Regions from separate parts of the Mus musculus genome. Here all the other regions are linked to region 3. A link is a contact called in public Hi-C and Micro-C data. All regions are on one chromosome and are shown on one strand. The core of a region is the stretch at or near the end of the contact, and the rest is flanking DNA. Distances in the headings are between cores, read along the strand shown. Region 1 holds the start of Insig2 (insulin induced gene 2). Region 2 has its middle 21 kb from the start of Gm34698. Region 3 has its middle 30 kb from the start of Gm46155. Region 4 overlaps Gm34698 (a long non-coding RNA gene).

What was found. Hi-C and Micro-C count contacts between places; a contact is called where the count stands out from the background.
Region 1: a Hi-C map of muscle stem cells shows a contact between it and region 3, with 2.5 times the contacts expected there. The contact joins the promoter of Insig2 here to the enhancer-like site in region 3. A contact is called at or near these places in 3 of 39 promoter capture datasets (the 3T3-L1 cell line and hippocampal neurons), 5 of 484 Hi-C or Micro-C datasets (the 3T3-L1 cell line, adipose-derived mesenchymal stem cells, embryonic fibroblasts and 2 more) and 1 of 9 other capture datasets (pancreatic islet).
Region 2: a Hi-C map of muscle stem cells shows a contact between it and region 3, with 2.5 times the contacts expected there. The contact joins two enhancer-like sites. A contact is called at or near these places in 3 of 484 Hi-C or Micro-C datasets (cortical neurons, muscle stem cells and nephron progenitors) and 2 of 115 datasets of contacts at active chromatin or transcription factors (both in embryonic stem cells).
Region 4: a contact with region 3 is called in a Micro-C map of muscle stem cells, with 3 times the contacts expected there. The contact joins two enhancer-like sites. A contact is called at or near these places in 3 of 484 Hi-C or Micro-C datasets (embryonic stem cells, muscle stem cells and palatal mesenchyme) and 1 of 115 datasets of contacts at active chromatin or transcription factors (embryonic stem cells).

The regions. Positions count from the first base shown.
Region 1 is chr1:121,326,193-121,330,212 of GRCm38.p6, reverse strand. Insig2 (insulin induced gene 2) reads left to right here and starts at 2,189. Exons shown (of 6, transcript NM_133748.2): 1 at 2,189-2,522.
Region 2 is chr1:121,012,696-121,016,264 of GRCm38.p6, reverse strand. No RefSeq gene overlaps it. Among named protein-coding and RNA genes, the nearest start is that of Gm34698, 21 kb to the right of the region's middle. Within about 2 kb of position 1,939, at least 49 of the 459 cell types and tissues checked have an H3K27ac peak or open chromatin away from gene starts, as enhancers often do. A contact at or near this core is called in muscle stem cells, where this site is marked.
Region 3 is chr1:121,176,353-121,180,394 of GRCm38.p6, reverse strand. No RefSeq gene overlaps it. Among named protein-coding and RNA genes, the nearest start is that of Gm46155, 30 kb to the right of the region's middle. Within about 2 kb of position 2,179, at least 25 of the 459 cell types and tissues checked have an H3K27ac peak or open chromatin away from gene starts, as enhancers often do. A contact at or near this core is called in muscle stem cells and neural progenitor cells, where this site is marked.
Region 4 is chr1:120,973,496-120,977,371 of GRCm38.p6, reverse strand. Gm34698 (a long non-coding RNA gene) reads left to right here. Exons shown (of 4, transcript XR_387341.3): 3 at 3,613-3,777. Among named protein-coding and RNA genes, the nearest start is that of Gm34641, 18 kb to the right of the region's middle. Within about 2 kb of position 2,606, at least 19 of the 459 cell types and tissues checked have an H3K27ac peak or open chromatin away from gene starts, as enhancers often do. A contact at or near this core is called in muscle stem cells, where this site is marked.

The sequences.
Region 1 (4,020 bases), core at 940-3,439, 150 kb before region 3:
TAAGATTTCCAAGTGCCAGGTTCTCAGAACCTTAACTGAAGTATCCGCCCACATACAATAATTACCATTAAGGCTGAAGATGTCTGCTAGCTGCTCAGGTTGAAGTTGTAGAAGAGATAAATGAACTTGTAAATGATTCATTTTATAATCTCAAAGAAGCAAAAGTTCTTACTGTTTTTTTTGCTTTGTAGAAGTAAATGAAGCTTTTAGGGAAGTAAAAGCAGCCCAGTGACTTCTGTGGATGTTTGCTTATATTTAGCTGCAGTGTTTATTCTTTCTAATTTGCCCAATGGTCTCTCTCATTGAAAGAACAAACAAGAAGTATTATTGGGGCAGGGCAACAGCAGAACTATCAAATCACTGATATTTCTAGTGGTTAAAAGGACTTTAAAAATTAGCAGGTTCACTATTTTACTTCATATCTATAAAAAGAAAAACCTAGAAAAAAAGGACCAATTGGACCTGACTTCACATATGGAGTCAGTGCTGAGACACAACTGAACTTTCAAAAAGTCTTCACCAGCAGTCCAATGGCACAGAACCAACTTTAAAGTAAGCCAAAATAAATATGATCTCACCGCCCTCTTAAGTCATACCCTGACATCAGTTTGTTCTGGATTTTCATGTTGCTGTGAAAAACAAATGCTTGGCAAAAGGACTTGAGGGAGGATGGGTTTATTTTGGCTCCCATTAAGGAAGGACACAGGCCATCACCATAGCTAAGGCATGGAGGCGAGAGTGAGGTCACACTGACTGAAGAGACAGGAAAGAAACAGGAAACTGAGAGGAGTGTTGATGCTCAGTGAGCTTTCTCTTTTTTATTCAGCTCTTGACCCCATTGGGGCTGCTCACATCCATGTGCTTCTTCCTTCCTTCTTTCCTGAAATGTTTCTAGAAACATCCCTCAGACATACACCCAGAGGTATTCCCATAGCGATTCTCAATCCTGCCAAGTTGACAAAAATATCATATCATGGATAATATGGGTTATCCCATGTGTATTTTTATTTTTCCTTATAAAACTCTTCATCTGTGCAGCATAATTAGCCTAGGCTTTCAATTACTATGCATAAAAACCTGCAGGAATTAAATTTAAGATTAGCTAGACAAAAACCATTAGAAATACATGAAAAGCCATATTATTACATGCTGAGTCTTTTGGTCCAAGTTTAGTTTCTCTTATTTTTAAGAAATAAATGTGTTGATAAAATGATCAGAAACTGTTAAAGATGCATCTGATTGTTAGTTCAAAGTAAATGAAAACAAAGGCATTTAACCAAATGACATTCTCTTGCTAAATTATAGCAATTACTTTAGGCCCATAGTTCCTACAAAACTCTCCTTAAGACCAATGCAATCAGACCACAAGCATAATATATTTTTGGCTAAGCTCCCCAAAAGATGATATAGTGAACAGCCCAGAGGTGGTAATCAAGCCACTTATTAGCCTTTAAAAACACTCTGTAGAGGAATGTAGTGGTGGGCAGGAAAAATGATCAAAACGTATTGTATATGTATGAAATTTTTCTTTAAAAAAAAAAAAAAAGAGTCCTTAAGGACTTCATACAATGCATTTTTATATTTACTCCCCACTTCCCTGACACATCTCCCGGATTCGCACTCCACTTCCCCACTCGAACTTCAAGTCCTTAAAATCTTCAAGGAATAAAGAAAACAAAACTTCTCTGTACCATTTTCCATCCAAAACAACAGCTCATCTGCACCATCTCCAACGTGCACACTATCCATTCTCTTAATTATGGTTTCCAGTTCTAAAAGGAAGGTCTTAGCTGGGCGTGGTGGCGCACACTTCTGATCCTAGCACTGAGGAAGCAGAGACAAGTAGCTCTCGAGGTCTGCCTGGTCTACCTGGGTAGCTTCAGACCGGCTAAGGCTACATACACTGTGTGACCCTGTCTCAAGAAGGAAGCGCTTTAAGTCAAATTTTGACAGTAACAGAGGTGATAAGGTTTTGTGTTGCTTGGTCTTTGACCCAAGTCTCTCGAGAGCTGATGCAAAGAGCTGCCTTTAATCCGTATTCAGAAAGGATACTGAGGCACACTCCAAGGCGGGAAGAAGTTGCAGGCGACAACCGTGGAGCCTGTCACCCGGCTGGCAACTGCGGCCCACGCAGAGGGTGGAGTCTCGGGCTGCGCGTGCGTGCGCGCACGAGTCCCTCACTCCGCCCACAGAGTCCAGATGCCCATCCAGAACCTCTGACTCCCGAGGGCACCAACAACAGCTGATTTCGCAGCCTCTCCTCCTCCCAGACAGGGTCCCCACCTCCTTCCAGCCCGGAGTGCCCGGCACACCGGAAGTCCTTTTGCCCCGTCTCCGCAGAGCGGAGGCAGTGCGCGCAGAGGCAACCGGAAGCTCCTCTGCCCCTACCGTCAGCGTGAAGCCGCCGGGCGGCGCAGGCGCAGTGCGGCTCAGGCGGAGCTGTGGGAGGGGAGTAGGTCGGGGGCCGGTCCCTGAAGATGGCGGAGGCGGGGGTGAACTGGGGGTCTCCGGGCAGAGCTCAGGTGAGCTTATTTGGCCGGGGACGGCTCGAGGACGGCGGTGGCTTTTGGGAAGAGGAGCTGTTTATGTTTTAACGTCGCAGGCTGGCAACACTCCTAGCTGGTGTTGGGGGATCCAGGACCCGCAGGTGGGGCCTGCTGGGGCGAGGGGTCCCCGGCTTACCTGGAGAGAGGTCAGCGAGATCTAGGGAAAAACCAGCGGGCTCATAGAGGGACAGGCTTTGGGGGATGCCGAGGTCCCTGGACAGTGGAAGACTGTCAGAGTGGAAGAAGGCTGGAGGACAGCGGAAAGGGCGACCCTGGAGGTCTGTTTGGGGACAGAGATGGGCCAGCTGTCTAGTGTACACCTGCCCGGACTCGGTGCCTTGTAGTCTGGGAGGAAGACTCAGGCTTGTATGGGAGATGGATGGAAATTAGGTACATAACCGTAGGAAGTTTAGAATCTACCGAAATAAGAGGACTCCTGAGTTGAAGAGTAGGGATTGTGAATCGGAAGTGAATACCTTTTAGGTATGTATCAGTGGGTGCTGCCAAGCAGTTGTTGCCAGGGCCTAGAAGTCGGTTGGTGATAGTAAGTGGGGCTTTAGCGTCGTTCTTTGGGGATGAGCCGGCTGGTAAAGGAAAACAGTGCTTTGCTGAGGATGGCGTTTAGGGACACGAAAGGAGTTAAAACTTAAGTGAAAAGTTGTTCACGGGTAGTGTGAACTATGTCGTTGGGTGAAATAGATACCCCGAAGTGTTTACTGTTTTGTAGGATTGATGAGGAAATTCTTGGAGAAAGAGCAAATTGAGTTGACTGTTGGGACACTTATGTTGGCTGGTTTCAGTGACCACAGCAATGAAAGACAGTCTCCAGTTCTGGATTAAAACAAAACAAAACAAAACAAAACAAAAAAAAAAAACCAAGGCTTCCATGCGGGGCTTCCTCTCTGCCCCCCCTTCCCCCCTAGCTTTGGGGTTTGGCCCAGACAGTGAACTACTGAATGAAAATGAATAAAGGGGTGTCCCCTGTTAATTAATGACCTGCGGGGGAAAAACAATGACTGATGTTTTCTTCCTCCATCGTTTTTTCTGGATTTGTAACCGCTGATATTACTTGTTTTCATAGTATTCAGCTCGCATCTATTATGAAATGACCAATCTATGAGTCGTTTTGTATTCGGGGAAATTTGATGCTTTAAAAACGGATAATTGTGTTTTAGATAGAGATACTGAAAAGGAAAAGATAAAGGACAGTTCAGTAAAAACACTGTTTTTATTGTGTGTAGAAAATTATCACCAAGCAGTAGATAACATTTTTTAAGGACTAAGCTTTCTGTGCTTTCTGTTTAAAGCAGTGCGCTGTGTGACTGCTGCTTGCTTAATGGTTTCTGTGTTTGGGTTTTAATGTGGGGAGAGAAGAGCAACGGCACTTTTTCTTCCTAGAGCTTCTAACGCACCTTTTGAGAGTCATATCTGTATGCTTTTATTTAAGGAGGGTTAAAGCATGTCATGGAATTGC
Region 2 (3,569 bases), core at 690-3,189, 160 kb after region 3:
AGGCTGATCTAACTGACCAAGTTCTTTGATTTTGAGGATTTATACAAATCAGCCAGACTTTTCCATATTACCCAGGTTTATTATACGGCTCAAAGTCCATTCCTAAATCACACCTGAAGTTCCTTTTTTAATTGGTTATTTTATTTATTTATATTTCAAATGTTATCCCCTTTCCCGGTTTCCTCTCTGCAAACCCTCTATCCCATCTCCCCTTACCCCCACTACTATGAGGTGCTCCCCAACCCCACTCCCTCCTCACTACCCTAGCTTTCTTCTTCACTAGGGCATCAAGCCTTCAGAAGAAACCATTCAAGACTCCTAGCAGGGCAGCAGTGGGAAAGTGTGAGCACTATGCTTCTTACCCATTTCTCAAATCTTAGTGTCTAGTCTTGATGAAGGTAGATGTATTTGTCAATCTGGCACCGCCCAGAATCTCCTGGGAAGCCTCTCAATGAGGAATTGTCTACTATGGGTTAGGCTGTGGGTAAGTCTTGGGAATGCTGTCTTATTATGGTAATTAATAAGGAGAGACTCAGTCCACTGTGGGTGACACTACTTCTTAGGCAGGGGTCCAGAATTATATAAGGACCATGAAATGAACCAAGTAAAGAATCATGCACCCATTCATTTGGACTCAACTGGCAGCTTCATGCTCCTGCCATGGGCACGTCCTTGTGCCAGCATGGATGGTTACCATAAACTGTGAACTGAATAAACACTTCTCTACTGCAAGTTGTTTTTTATCAGGACATTTTGTTGTGGCAACAGAAATGAAACTAGGGAGATATCTTAGCACAGTAAATGTTTGTTTATTTCTTTTATAAAAAGGAAAGATTTATTTTATCTATGTACACGTGTTTGTGTGATTATTTGCACATGTGTCTCTGATGTGGAAAGAGTGTCTTCAGGACACCCTTCTTGTCACATGAGTGTTTCTGTTCAAACTCCAGTCCTCAAGATTACATAGAAGGCACACTTAAGCACTGAGACATCACATCTGTTCCAAAGTTCCTTTCTTGGTCTTGTAATATTATTCTCTGCTGTACAGCTTTCCTCTCTCTTGCTCTCCTTCATTGATGATATGTAAATTTGGGGGTTAAGTCAAGTGAAATGGAGGTTATAAAGGTAAAAGAAAAAAATGTGCTCTTGACTAGATAATGAGGACAAGTAGCAGAAAGAGCTGGATGGGCTTGGACACATGAGATGCCTGTAATGACAGGGAGAGAAATAAGGTACAGGTCATAAACCCAAGGAACCAGGTTGTCTTTGTAAAGCTAAAAGTGGTCCTCAGAAGAACTGGGAAGATTGTGAGGACCGAGAGCCAGCCCACCAGTGAAAGACTCTGCAGCCTCACTGACAGTGGGGTAGGACCAGGCCAAAAAAAAAAAAATCCTTTACACTGAGTGCAAATGATGTGCTTACTATGATATATATATATATATGTATATATATATATACACGTATATATATGTATATATGTGTATATGTGTATATATGTAAACATATATACATATATGTGTATATATGTGTGTATATACATATATATTTACCTTGTATAATGCTTAATTTTGCTTGTCAATTTGGCTAGACCAGAGATAAGCCACTCAGAATACTTCTAAAGTGTTTTCTTGATCTGAGTGGAGAGAACCATCCTAAAGTTCTGCAGTATCTTCTAATGACCACACACATGCCATGGCAGATGAATACCCACACTCACAGACATACACACTCACTCATTGTGTGCATGCACGCGCAAGCGCGTGCGCACACACACACACACACACACACACACACACAAATAATAAATAAAATAAGAATTAAAATGAAAAGAAGACATACTGTGTAGTGACTGAATTTTTGTTAACCTGTCTGGGTCCTGAGATGCTTTAAAAATAGCTCCAGGAAGAAAGCCAGGCTCATCTGAAGGAATGAGTCACAAAGGGCAGACCAGCAGCCGTGACTCAGAGGTATTCTGGGTGAAGGCCTGCCCTGGGTCTTCCAACCACGCCACCCACTCATCTCATATTTCCTTCTCATACGATCTGATTATTCTTTTCTCTTGCTGCCAATCAGACTTCACTTCTCTCACTCAAGCCACGGGTAATTATTTCACCCTTGACTAATTGACGGTGACAAATAGCTACTAAATTGGGTAGATAAGGGGAACAAATTTGGTGTTCTTGTCTTTCCCGGACTTTTCAGGCTGGGAGAGATTGGAATGTTCCCCTGGATTGAATTGCACAAAATTGTACCGTCAATCTTAAGGACATCCGTATGAGCTAACAAGATACAGGGACACAAAAGAAAAAAGAACACAGCAGAAAACTTCCTAACGTTTAATGTCCTAACGGCGGCAGCAGAGTACATAAAAGAGGAAAAAAATGTGTGTGTGTGTGTGTGTGTGTGTGTGTGTGTGTGTGTGTGTGTGTGCCTGCACGTGTACATAAAGCTCACAGCAAGACTGACTGTTGAGTGAGGAATTGTAAATTTATCTACAGCTTATGAACATAATCTCAGCCTAAAGTATGAGTGGGATGAAGTTCTGAGGAAGAAAACCTCTTGCTTGAAGCATGTAGAGTTGCAGTTTCCTTGTCCACAGCAGAATAAAAGTTTATTTCACTTTGTTTTGATCATAGATCATGACTTCTCCACCCTCTGCAAAAGCTCACAATCAGAAATAGCTTGAAAATAGTAGGGGGCTAGGGAAATGGCTCAGTCACTAAATGCTTGCCATCTAAACAGGATGACCTGAGTTTAAGGGCCAGGACCCATGTTAAAAAGCCTGGCATGGCTGCACGTTTGTCAACCCAGATCTGGCACATAGATAGGAGGACTCGAACGACTTGCTAACTGGCAAGTTGAGACAAATCAGTAAACTCAGGTTTATCGAGAGACCCCATCTCAAAAACTAGGGTGGAAACCTACTGAGGAAAACACCTGAAAGGCAACACATCTGACTTAGACATGCATGTATACATTATTGTACATGTGTTTGCCCACATAAATTGATAACCAACATCTTTTACATCATGGACCACTTCAGATGATGGCCCTAGAGAAGCTGAGACCATCCTAGTCTTTCATCATAGCCTCCCTTTACCTCACTTGGTCCTGTATGCTCCACCTACCAGTGGTTTGGCTAATATTTATGGTACTAAAGTGGAAGGAGTTTTTTTGAATTGATTCAGTTTAAAGCGGGATTTTGAATGTCTCATTTGATTTTAAATAAAAGCTCAGGAAATTCAGCCAGGCATCAGGTGACATGAGCAACCTTGAAGGGAACAGCTTTTTAGTAAGCCCCAACTTTTGATGTATTGTTCAACAACCACCTTAATCAGAATGTCTCTCTGGAAGCCGCCATGATTAGCAGTGACATGCTAATTGAAATGTACTTTCCCCAGTGAACCACTTAACAACTTATACAAATATCAAAGCCCTGGGCTTTACTGTCAGTCTTTGTTTGGGAATGAGAAATTTATAAAAAACATATGTTTCCAACTGTCATTGATGGAGCGTTCTGAAAACATGACCACTGAATCATATCCAACCTTCTGCAGACACCACACCAG
Region 3 (4,042 bases), core at 930-3,429:
ACACACACACCCCAAAAAAAGAAAGAAAGAAAAAAACCCACCCAAGCCCGTTCTCTATTTAAAAATAAACGAATGGCCCGAAAAGGTTCGTCTTTGTAAAAAATAAATCATTCTCAGGTTGCAATCGTCCACGTTTTTATAGCGCGCCTCTTCTGATGAGAGTCAAAGAGCCGAAGAAGCGCTGGATAAAGATTTGTGGAGGACAATTTCCAGGATTTTGTGTAAGAAACTTAAGCAGCCGCTTCGTGTGTTCAAGAACCACCATATTCAGAAATGGCTAATGTTGACGGTTCTAATAAACATCAAAAAATAAAGAAGTTGTAAGGCACACATTGCGTTTTATTTTGAAAATACTCATGATATTTAGGTATTTGGACGTCTTTAGAACATCTAGGACCAGACGCTGTGGAGCTTTCTTCTGTATTTTCCAAAAGAAAATTAAATGTTAATAGAGAGAGCGAGGGATGTGACAGTGAGCTCATAGACACAAAAGGAGAGACCCCACCCCAACCCCCCAAGCCACCACCGTTAATGCCAACCAGAATAACAAAATCTGCTTCCTTGGTCCGGTGAGGGTAGCCCCTGAATCAAGCTCTGCCTGAAGTAGCTGGTCAGATGCCTGTGTTAGTGGACATTTTCCCCAACATTCTCGAATATTTTAGGGACTGGATAGTCATCAAGAAGAAAGGGTTTTTTTTTTTTTTTAATTAAAAAAATTTAATTAAAGGTCCGACTAACTAAAGCACAGTAAAAAACAAAACTCAAACACCCAAAACCAACCAAACAAAAAGCATTTTTTACATTCTAGTTGAAAGCCGTGGTTTAAAGCTAAAAGGTCTGTTTAAAAAAAAAACAAAAACAAAATGATAATATCTTTTAAAAAATACTCCCAAAGCTTCTTATAAATAAAGCAAACCAAAGATCCCAAGGATGTTTTCAAATTAGAATTTCTAAGGAAATTCCAACTAAGAAAGTGACCTCAGGCTTAGCCCTCATATTCCAACCTGAAGATTGAACTAAATCTTAACAAATGTTACTAAATACAATGTATTCTTCTTACAAACTAAAACCTATCTTCTAAAAAATTAATTTACTTTCTGCGTTGATGGGATCCTTTTTCATTTGACTTCTCGCCATGCCTTGTAATTAGTCTTCCTTGATCTGTTTCTCCTAAGGAAAGAAAATGTATAGAAAGAGGGGAAAATGAAATAAAAAACAAGCTTGTAAGTTGTAGTTAAAATATTTTGCTTCATCACGCCTGGTGGGAAGAGAACCAAGAACACTGAAGTCTGGCTGAAAGAACCACACTCCAGTTCCTCTCAATTCCGAACCTCAAGTTTATTTCTTAAAATCTTGGGGGCTTGGTTATGAAGCCGATGGACTTGGCACGGAAGAGAGTGGATTGTAATTCATTTGAGAGAGGAATCCGGGGTGGGAATGGAAGGGGGGGGGGCTTTGCTGGAAGGATGGGTGGGTTTTCTTCAGCAACTTTTTCTTGGCCGGTTTCATGGAGTGCCCTGGAGTTTAAACCGAGTTTCTAGTCTCACCTGGAAAAGTTACCCGCTTCATGGCACCGGCTTTGTCTGACGATCCTGGATAGATCGTGCTCACAGCACCCGTAGGGAAACAAAATTCGCCTATTTACCACCTCTTTCTCTCTGTCCGAGTCCAAACAAGGTTTGGGGATCTCGGCTCTCAGGGAGATAAAAGAGTTTTATTTTAAGTGGGACACACGTCAAAGTTAAACGTTGTTACTTTCTTACTTTGCAGCTATGCTGCAGGGTGGGTCTTCATTTCCTATTTCATTATCTTTCTTTCTTTCTTTCTTTCTTTCTTTCTTTCTTTCTTTCTTTCTTTCTTTCTTTCTAAACTTTCGTCTTTAACATTTTTTTTTTTGGTCTTTTTTCCTCCTTCGATTCCTCCAAAAGAAAAGGGAAAAAAATATTTTTTTTTAAACTCGGCTTTGCTTTTATTGCCCATGACTCCCCAAAGAACAGATTTCACTTCTGTTCCCCTGTGCATTATCTGGGCAATCCCGGGCCTCGGCCACTACTCGGGTTTGATTTTATTTGGGGACCTTTGAGAAATGTTTTGGCAGCAGTGAGTGTGCGCGCAGAGCCCGGGAGCCTTGCAAACCTAAAAGAGGCAATTGTGTCCACAGACTGGGAGCCAGGATCCTCGAGCTCCAGGTTCCAGGGACGCCCGGCAGCACCCCTTGCCCGCGTACCGCGCAGTTCTAACACGAGACGCGTCCCCGCAGGGCTGCCGGCTTTAGGGAAAGGGACAGAAAGAGACGAAAATGCCACCTCGGCAGAGCTCATTCGGGTTTTCTTTTGCAATCCAAGGCTCCGGCTGGGGCTGGGTGGCTCGCGGAGAAAAGCAGGGCCCTAGAACTCCGCGGCCTTTGTCGTTGCCACTCTTCAGGCTTCGTGGTCCCCTCCCCTGGTGCCCGCCCCTGGACGCGCCTTCTCCTTCCCGCGCAGACGGCAGGGGAAATTGAACCCCAACTCCATCTTCCATTTTGCAGCCCCTTTAGAGGGACTCTGAGGGGGGAGGACACAGAGAAAACGTGAAAAGACAGGCTGTTATTTATGACTGGCGAGTTGTACTGTGGCACCAGATGGTGGGACTTTCAGGCTAGGCCACCGCACCCCCCCCCCAAGGTTCCCGGTTTCCCAAACCTTACACCAACAGGGCCCTGTGTGGTAGTCACCCGCAGGGCAACGCCTTAGGCACCCCCTTCATTGCTTCAAGTCCCCACCACATCGCTTTAGCTAAATGAACTTGATGGTAGACAGACTTTTTAAAAAAATGTATCCCTTGCAATTAGAAACACCCACCACCACCCCACGATTAATGATCTTTTGACATCTGTACACAGGCGGTGGTGCTGTCCTTTCCGGAGGAGGGGAGGGGGGCGAGATGGCCAGGTGGAAGGTGGGGTCGGGTTAAGAAGCCCAGAAGGGCCTCACTTCCTCTTCGTTTTGTCGCCCTTTGTTGTACATACGGGGGCAAGCAAGGTCTGCCAATCACTACCGTCTCCCTTTCTTGTTCTATAAAGACAGGGTCGTCACAGCAACCGGGACATGACAGGCTGGTATCTCTCTCGAGCTACAGGGGTCCCCTAATAGGATTGAAGAGAAAGATCAAGCGAACGGTTTCCTATTTGGGGCCCTGTAATAACTCCTAACTGCTTGCATATACATGGCCCTTACAGTTTCGGCAGACAACTTTTAATCCCAGAATCACAGGCCTGTTCTCCGCAGGGTCTACTTTAGAGAGAACTGGACAGACCTTCTTCTCCCTGTCCTTAGCCGCTCATCTTCTCCCTTTATTTGAGAAAAGAGATGAGGACTCTTCCGGATCTCACCAACTCCCCTCCCCGGAAAAAAAAATCCTCAAACCCCTGAAGGTGTGATATCATTAATTCATTTTTAGCCATCTCGGAGTAAGTTTAGAGAGAACAAAGGCATCCCCGTTTTAGTATTCAGATAAAGTCTTGGGTGGGCTCAGAAGTTTACTTTGGGAGACATTGACCTTGAATGTGATTTCCCATAGAAACAAAAAGCTCAGAGGGACCTGGGGCAAAGGATGAAAGTGTTCGCTCTCCTGTTCTCTGTGTTCAGAGAGAAGCAAGTAGAGCTCAGGAGCCTGTGGGTGTGGTGGGTGGCCTGGTGTGGGCATTGGCAGAGGAGAGAGAAGGAACCACATCGCAAAGAGGGTGTTTTCTTTTCAAGCCTCTACTCTGGGAGCCAGTTGAACTGGAGTAGGAGGAATGAGACAGAGTGGGAGAGAGAGGGAGTGGGAGAAGGGGAAAGGGAGAGGGAATAGGAAGGAGAGGGAGAGGCAGAGGGAGAGAGGGAGGGAGGGGGAGAGAGAGAGAGAGAGAGAGAGAGAGAGAGAGAGAGAGAGAGAGAGAAAGAAAGGAGGGGAGGGGGAGGAGGGAGGGGGAGGAGGGAGGGGGGAGGGAGACTACTTGAGAAACCTAAATGCTAAGCACCTTGGAATAATCAGGGTCATCGACATCTGTTACCATAGATGT
Region 4 (3,876 bases), core at 1,357-3,856, 200 kb after region 3:
TCTTGCATATGGATCTTCTTTTTATGAATCAAAGAACTGAAAAATTTTGAATGTTTCATAAATGTATAGCATGTATTAAGGTCATACTCAGCTCTCCCATTCTCTCACCTTCACTCCTGATAGCCTCCTACCTCTTCCACTTTCATTCTCTCTGTCCCTGCCTGTACATATGTGTGAGTACACATGTGTATAACATATGTGTGTGCATGTGTATATGCATGTGTGTTTGTTTGCAGGTCTTGTGCAAGTAGTCATAGCTCTTGCATGTCCATGATTGCAGTCAACATGTTATATTCAGAAAATGATTCCATATGTGCATGGGTGTGTGCATGGGTGTATTCATGTGTGTGTATGCATGTGCGCGAATATATGTGTGTGTGTGTGTGTGTACATGTGTATGTGTATTTGCAGGTCTTGTGCAACTAATCACAGCTGTTGTGTGTCCATGATTGCAGTCAACATGTTATATTCAGAAAATGACTCCACAGCACTCATCTCCATCTTCCAGCTCTTACGGCCTTTTTCCCCTTTTGTACAATGTTCCTGGAACCTTGGAGGATGTGATAGAGATGTCCTGTGTATGGCTGAGTACTTAATTATCAATACTTTTGCCAGTTTTGAGTTTCTGCATTGTTGGCTACAGCAAAAGAATATGACAAAGGCTAAGAATAGGTGGCACATGTTGATGGATATAAACATATTCATAATTTAGAGGGCAGTTTGATTATAGTGATAATTTATCCCCCTAGGGCCCCTGATCTTTCCAGTCACAGGCTTTTTATCAGGTTTAAAATAGTATGCATGTGTTCCTTCCTGTGACGCAGGCCTCAGATCCAAGCAGAAAGTGGTTGGCAGTGCACAGTCATGTCAGTATTGCACAAGTGCTGTCTCTTGCCAGGTGGGTTAGCTCTGTTTAAATATGGCCCTGGATGTAGAAGACTATTAACTTTTGTAGCCTAACTATTGTCCAGAAACTCCCCAGATAGTACAAGCCATTCTGTGGCTCTTGTATGACTACCTGAGCTATGTGATCAACCCTAGTGATAAAGATGCCACACAGTTTGGACATAGGGCACAGAGAAATTAAGCTGTAACTGAGTTGTACAGCTATTCTAGAAGATATGAAGAAAAGAAGGGTGGCTTGCAGGATGATTATGGACAGAACCACTTTAGTAGGCATCCTTCTCTCCTGTCCATTTTTTTTACCCTCTTTCCCCCTACTACATGGAAAATGAAAGCCAGGCTTTCAATTCTCAGCCTTGGCTTTTTCACATCTGTGCAGGGATAACAGCCTTCTTGATGGTGGCACCACAAGAACTCATTCGCTGTACTCAGAACGCACAGCACTTAGCAAGGGTTGATCCCACGGCAAGCACCTAAGGATGGTACCTAAGGTTGGCGCCATGAGGGGTGATTTAAATATGGACTCTGAAGATGGAGTGCTCAGAGTACAGCTTGAGACCCTTACATTCACTTACTGACTGCAGATTCTGACCAGCTACTTGCCCCTTGTGGCAAGTATCTGGACAGTGTGTAAATGGTGATGACACCAACACAAACTGGGAGTTAGATGGACAGCCTGTGAATTCACATGTTCTATGTCCTGGGATTGAACCAGGCTTGGCTTGTAGACGGGCTCTGATGGTTGCATCTGTTCTGAACAAGTGTGAATTTTTTTCTTGTCTTATTCCCTGAATAACAAAATAGAACAGTGAAGGTCACTTCCCTTGTATTATGTGTGGGAAGCTAAAGTGTATGATAAGGCGCACAGATGCTGACTGCAAACACTGTGATATTTAAGGGACTGGAAGAGGGCTCAGTGAATAAAGCATTTGCTCTCCAGGCCGGAGGAGCTGAGTTCAGGTCCTCAGTACTCACACGGAAAGCTGAATATGGTAGAAGGTGCCCATAGCTACACCACTCTGTGACAGAGGTGGGAGAACCTTGGAGACTTGTTGGCTACCCAGTCTAGCCAAATGACAAGGTCAGATTCAGTGAGAGGCTGTGTCTCAAAGATCAAGGGCAGAATAATAAAAAAAGAGACTTGATTTCTAGCCTATGAAACACACACACACACACACACACACACAGAGAGAGAGAGAGAGAGAGAGAGAGAGACAGAGAGAGAGAGACAGAGAGAGAGAGACAGAGAGAGACAGAGAGAAAAAGAGAGACAGACAGAGAGGTGGAGATGGAGGAAAAAGATATTAAAAAAAAAAAAAAAAAACAAGAGTAATAAAGTAAAAAAAAAAAAAAAAAAAAAAAAAAAAAACCCTTGAAATCAGAAAGGTAAAATTGACAAACACACACAAAAACCTGGGCAAGCCCCTGGTGAGCAGCATGAGAGTGGAAAACACTTAAATAAAATCAGCCATTATGAGCTTGGATTTCTTAAAACTAAGGCTGCAAATCCCTATGGCTGGAGGTGAGCCCAGCCCAGCCCAACCCAGGCCAGGCCAGCTAAAGGCATCATTACTGGCAGAAGGCCCACTTGGAGACATGCAGTCCATCTCTACATGAAGTTGTTTTCACTTGGTCTGCAGGCTGGTCCCAGCTGTGCTGCCCCAGGCAGGAGCTTTCTTAGAAGAGCCTGGCACCAACCTCTTTGGGAGATCTGACTCAGAGCTTCTCCTTCTATCCCCAGCACGACTCAGACTTCTCAGCTAGCTCCTCTCTCACCAACCTACCAGCATGTTCACTGTCTACTTTAGAGTTTGAGCCCTGAGTTAGGGAAGTTATTTAGTCATTACAGTAGTTGCCTGGAAAGAAGTTCTGAGTTAAGTCTCCAAAACCCATGTTATGAAATGCTGGGTGTTGTGGCACAGTAATCTCAGAGGAGGTGATGACGGCTGGATCCCTAGGGTTTAGTGCCCAGCTGGTCTAACCCACATTGTCTAACCCAGTAAGAAACAGCATCCCATATTAGGCAAAGGAAGCACACTGGAGGTTGTCCTCTGACCTTCTCCATGTACATGAATACACACACACACACACACACACACACACACACACACACACTCACATGCATGAACATGCATGAACTGAATCTTCCTACACTTGTCCACACATGAGCATAAGAAGACTTGACTGAAGAGACAATGAAAGATCTTCTATGTCCTCCTTGAATACTGTATCTTCTGAGGCTCTGAGTTCTTCTGTACCCAAGATCCTGCTGAGCAGAAGCTAAACATAGCATGGACTGATGGTACCTGTGTGGTGCTGCTCTGGTCTGATAGTATGTTCTTTGACAACTTAAAAGGAATAATTTGCTTTCTTCTTCTTAAGAGAGGCAAAAGATGAAAAGACCCAACTGCATAAAACCAAAAATTAATCAAAAGGGGGAAGTATTTGTATCTGATCTCTTGACCCTAGAAGTGAGTCAAGGGCGCTACATTAGTCATTTTTCTTGTTTCTGTGATAGAGGCCTAGCAGGAAAACTTGAGGCAGGCTTATTTGGCTCACGGTTTGAGGGTACAATCCAAAGCAACTGGTCACTTTGTGTTCACAGTCAGAAAGGTGAAAGTCTGTGCTCAGCTCACTTTCTCCTTTCTATGCAGTCTAGATTTCCATCTAACAGTGCTGCTCATGTTAGGGTGGGTCTTTTCATTTCAGGTAAGCCAGTCCAGAAAATCCCTCAAAGACATGCCAAGAGATGTATCTCCAAAGTGATTCTGGGTTCTGTCAAGTTGACAATCAAGATCAACCATCACAAATGTAAATCATGATGTCAAGAGGGGATCCTCAAGCCATCTGAGTTCCCAGGGAGAATACCTACAGGTACAGGCACATGGCTCCAACTTGAGTGCGTGCTTCATAGTCTTGAAAACATTCCTGGGTGGAAGTTACCACTATTGTGGCCATTCCATAGATGAAGAA